Linked DNA regions of Zea mays: region 2 is linked to region 1. Evidence: chromatin contacts called from public Hi-C data. All regions are on one chromosome and are shown on one strand. Each heading gives the region's core, a stretch centred on a gene start, on an enhancer-like site or on the middle of the called end of the contact. The rest is flanking DNA. Distances are from core to core; before and after follow the strand shown.

What was found. A called contact is a pair of places that touch in the nucleus more often than the background predicts.
Region 2: a Hi-C map of ear shows a contact between it and region 1, with 3 times the contacts expected there. The contact joins the promoter of LOC100193654 here to the promoter of LOC100192729 in region 1. A contact is called at or near these places in 2 of 25 Hi-C or Micro-C datasets (ear and tassel).

Annotation. Positions count from the first base shown.
Region 1 is chr10:105,983,441-105,986,140 of Zm-B73-REFERENCE-NAM-5.0, forward strand. It overlaps LOC100192729, which reads right to left and starts at 1,304. Exons shown (of 14, transcript NM_001137929.1): 1 at 1,057-1,304; 2 at 766-952. The coding sequence starts at 1,251.
Region 2 is chr10:106,410,075-106,412,774 of Zm-B73-REFERENCE-NAM-5.0, forward strand. LOC100193654 reads right to left here and starts at 1,350. Exons shown (of 2, transcript NM_001138748.1): 1 at 1,027-1,350.

The sequences.
Region 1 (2,700 bases), core at 54-2,553:
AGGAGCAGGCATGGGGACGTCAGCAGCCCATAGAGTATTGTGACCATCCCAGGTAAGTGTAGTCTGTTCATGCCTTAGGTTAGTTAAGATCATTAACAAAGATTAGATCTAACAGAGACCATACAATTTTGTATGCCAATTGGATCAAATAAAGTTAATACCTACTAGGGGTATTAGAGTTCATATGTGCTAGTAGTTCTACAAAAACTTCAGGTATGGCACTAAACAATGATACAAAAATATGTTGAGATGTAGCAAGAAAGTTTGTATCGGCGGGCCTCTAGCCTAGCGGTTAAGGACTTCGAGTAGCACCTCCAAGTCATGGGTTTGATTCCTATCGGGAGCGAATTTTCAGGCTTGGTTAAAAAAATCCCCTCGCTGTGCCTCATCCACTCTCGGGTTGCGATGTCATGTGCGCCACCCTCCGGTTGGACCGTTGCAGAGTGGACCGTTGACGCCGGTCCGTTAGTGATGGGGGCCAGCGTTCGGGGATTTTCTCGGCCGGGACCATTGTTTCGGTCTCTTCTTATATGGAATACCGGGAGGGCGGTCTTTCCCTCCCCAGCCGAGTTTTTTTTTTAAGAAAGCTTGTATCGTACATTAAATTAACAAACTGTCTAAAGCCCTCCCATCATCCTACTGGACCAACCCAGCCCATGACTTTTAAATGTACAAGTTCTAACATGCAGAATTCCAACATCAACCAATCCATAGGGACTGCAAACGAGGCATTTCACCGAACGCTTTGCGCTCTGGAGCACTTACCTTCGAAGTAGTAAGCAGTCCGGACACGAGCGACCACATGGGCACAAGGTGCCGCAGCTCCTTTGCGCTTGGAGAGGCGCAGCAGAAGGCCAGTGGAGGCGCGGGACTGGCCAAAGGCTGGATGGCAGTAGGGGTCCTCGGGGCGGAAGCGGAGCTCGAGGCGGGCGCCGGGATCGGAACTCCGGACCTGAGGGGGAGAGGAGGAGCCGCACGGACAAACATCAGTACACTTTGGTCGGGCGCACTGCAAGGCTGAAACTGGAGATGGATTAGAATTTCCGGGAGTAGTGCCTTGGCGAGGCCGGGGAGACCGCCGAGGGTGCGGGCGGCGCGGGCGGGAGAGGAGGGGTAGCCCGGGTAGTGCACTGCGAAGGCCTCGGCTGCTGGGAGCGTGCCAGAGATGGCTCCGTCTGTGATGGTCCATGGGGACGGCGGGGTCACCGGCTCTGGCGGCGCTGTCAAGGGTGAAGAGGGCGAGGCGGCCATTGGACTCGCGAAGGACCGAAGGAGAGGGAACTCCCGTAGAGAGAGAAATACTAGTATCTTACGCGCCCCTTCGCGCGCATAGGCAGCGCTGAATCATGTCAATGAGTTAATATAAAATTTTGATAAAATAATCTAAAAAAAATAAGAATGGTTCATGTAGTAGTACTACTAAATACTAATAATGAATTGCACATTATACTGTATGTTTTGTTTTAAAAAGGCCCTCTACCTCATGGAGCAGGCCCGGCTTCCCGACGTTGAGCTAGTCCTCACTACCGGAATTAGGGCTGAAAACGAGTCAAGCCAGGCTCCGCTCGGTGCGTCTCGAAGGTGAAACGACTCGAGCCTGGCTCGGCTCGCCGGTACACCGAGCTACCAAAATAGGCTCGGCTCGGGTCCGACTCGAGCTAGCTCGCAAGCATGTCCCGCATGAGATCACACCAGCATGACACAGGCGCACGCGCTGGGCTTTGGGTGGTTGTGGCCTTGTGGGCCTATTCGTATTGGGTCGCTGATACACGTGCACGCGCTGGGCTTGGCTCGCGAGCTGGCTCGCGAGCTTGTGCGAGCTGGCTCGGCTCGGGAATTTTTCGAGCTTGCGAAACTGGCTCGGCTCGCCCGCAGCTTGTGAGCTGGCTCAAGCCTACCCGAGCCACAACGAGCTCGAGCCGGCTCGCCGAGCCCGAGGTTTTTCCCAGCCTTAACCGGGATCACTTCTTTACCGAGTGTCTGAAATACTCGGTAAAGCCTGGAAAACACTCGGCAAAGAAAGTTCGGCAAACTGTACATCGACAACGGCTTCTTTGCCGAGTACTTTTTATCGGACACTCGGCAATTGTCGAGTGTCACTCGGTACTCGGCAAAGAAAAGTCGTCATCACGACGCCAGGTAACGGAGCCTGTACCGAGTGTCCACTATACAGACACTCGGCAAAGAGATCGCCAGCGGGCCCCTTTGTCAGTTCCTTTGCCGAGTGCACTAGGATGCACTCGACAAAGCTTGCTTTTTTGCCGAGTGCCATGGCCACAGCACTCGCAAAGAGGCTTTTACCGGTGCCAAGGTGTGCCTTCTTTGCTTAGTGTTATGACCTTGACACTCGGCATAGAGCCTCTTTGTCGAGTGTAGCACTCGGCAAAGTGACCAGTATACCTCTTTTTTATTTATTTTTTATATTCCATCCAAACAAACAAAAAGATATATCACATAATCATCACATATACATCACAGATATCACATCATCATCACATACATAATAGAGACCACATATTTCACAAAAAAACACAAATCTCATAAGTTTTTCACAAATATGTCTATGTCCATACCAAGATTCACCAACATAAGTATCACACAACTCTAAAACATAAGTTTTTCACAAACATAAGTTCAGGACAAGTTTATCACACAAGCTAAGAGAAGCTGATCAGCAAGGTGGGCGGCTGGACTGGTGCG
Region 2 (2,700 bases), core at 100-2,599, 430 kb after region 1:
AAAGCAATCAGAAATTAGGATTACTCTACCCCATATGTCAATCGCTATGCATAAACCAAAGATGCATTAGCCCATAATGGTACAAACTCTTGTAATCCAATACAGGCCAGCATAGCTTTAACAAATGTAGGAATGGAATCCAACTCATGTTGAAAATGAACCACAAACAAAGGAACTCACACTACTAATTCCGTTAAAAATGGCATGTTCAGGTCAACTCTAAACTAAAAGAAAAGCAATTCTGAAACAGATACTAAAGAGAAAAAAGGGGGCATGTTTCCCTGAGGTGACCAACCTGCCTTTATTCACAACAGCACAAAATTCAATCTGATGTTTTCCTGGGGTAAACCGAACCAGCTATGACATTACCAAGAGCACTCCAATCTAGGTCCACACAAAAAAAATTGTGACCATCTGCTGCCAGATAAGCCTGATTCTGTAAAATCGTCTTACTTCTAATCGAAGGACAACAACATCTCCAAATATCCACCAAACAGAGAGCCCAAATAACAAGCTCCAGAGTGACCAGATTGTGTTAAGATACTGTTGAAAAGTTCAGATCATATATGTAATTCCACAAACACAAGGTTTGCCGATCAAATCCACGTCATCTCAATCAAAGAGACAATACAGCTAGGGTTTCGCACGAAATTCAAACTTTCAGGCTCGAACCCGTGCACAGAGCAAGAAGACATCGACCAAACAAAGGGAATAAAGAAACCGCAGCACAGCTTACACGGCAACACCAAACCCTGCCACGACACGAGTCACACGAGTGTAGAGCTCAAACTCCCCAATCCCCAGCTCGCCTTCTCTGATCCAATCCGGGTCACCCAATTCCGACCCCAAAGCGAAGCTTCCGCACCCGAATTCTAGCTCCCCGGCGCCCAAATAGTGAGTCCGAGGCTGCGCTGGCAACTGGCGCGGCCGCCATTGGCCGCCGGTCCGCCATTGCCGGCCGCAGCCGCACCGCGCGTGGGGTCGGTTAGAGGCGGGGGGATTGGAACGGGGGCCCAGAGCTCTCACCTTTGCTACTTCTGCGCGCGCGCAGGCACGGGCGAGGCCGTGTGTTGCAGGAGTGATCGGGAGCAGCTCCTGGTGCTGTTCTCGCCGGTCTCCACAGGATGCTGCAGCTGTGGCCGCTATGTCGCCGAAGCGTGCTCTCACGGAACACTTCGTTTGCAGGAGGGGGCAAGGCCTGGGGTGCTTCGCGACGGCTCCCGGCGCCGGCGGCTGCTGGCCTGATGCTGCGACGGAGGTGGTGGTGCGAGGTTGCTGACTGCTGTCGGGTTGGGCTTGCCTGGTGTTTGAGCTGCGGCCGTTCTCCGTTCCGTCTCGGTCTCGATGTTGTTGTACTTGTTCTCTCTGACTCGCCCCTCCCTTCTTCTTCACTGGCTGCCTGCCCTGCAGTCTTCTTTTACGGATTTTTTTTTGTCATTTGTTCCTTTGTCATTTTAGTTTTGCTAGCTCTAAATACTTGTCTAGTAGGTCTATAACACATCTAAATGCATTACGAGCGCACGTAACATTGCGAGCGAAACATACCATTGGTACTAGGCTTTGATACTGTTCGTTTGCCTTCCGCAACGAATTCTACTGATTTAGTATTTTATATTGTTTTATCTCTATAGATTATAATTTAATAGTTCAAACCATTAGTTTTAATCTGAAACCAATAGTAACGATTGTATTATATTTATTTGTGATTTCATCTATTCTTTTTTATTTATTGTGTTTTAGTTAAAAATAAACTAGCGAGCATAGAGAAATATGACGCCTTTCACACTCTACTAAATATTCAAAATGAACCATCTAATGATAGAAGAAAGTCGAGAAATCAAGGAAGAGATATACTAATGTCCCTTCAACGTCATCACGACAGTCTTGTGGAAATTGACTCGTCCTTCTAAAGATATATTTCTAGTCTCAAGTCTATCATTCAAAAGCAACAAAGTGAAAAACTTGATCGAATTTGTGGAGTATGACACAAGTCAGGAGAGTCCACCGTATCTGTAACAAGTCAGGAGAGTCCACCCATCTGTAACATTCTAAAAAATTTTGAATGCCAAATTTTATTTTAAATAATATTTTTTGTTTGAATTTGTGGAGTATGACACACATTATTTTTAAATTGAAAATTTATGAAATGCAATTTTTAAAACTTGAGTGATGCATTCATGTCACACCATTTTTTTGTTTGAGACAATTCAATCGATGTTTTATTGTTTCCGCTATCGACAGTTATCACATCCGGATTTAAGGGCAAACTCAGGTGTGTATTGAATATGTACTAGGATCAAGTCTCACACATATGATAGTTCATGGTACATAATCAATGTCACATTTTTATTATATAATAAAAGTTCTGTACAAAATAGCTAAATAAATTACATCATGTGACGACACGATCCTTCACAACCATAGTGGACTGAGAGACGACGACCTAGACCTCTCTGAATCTTATCGTAGCATCATTCATGCTCCTCCAGTGGTACATGTTCTTGACCTAGTGTGATTATAACAAGGGTGAGCTCACATACGTTCATCGCTCAGCAAGTGTGGGGAATAATATGCATGAGCTCACTTACGGTGGGAACGACTTACCAAGGTAAATAGTTAATACTGAGCATTGCTTTTAATAAGTTGATCAAAATTTTATTAACAATTACTAAGTGTAAGTAGATACCATCCTAATTAAAT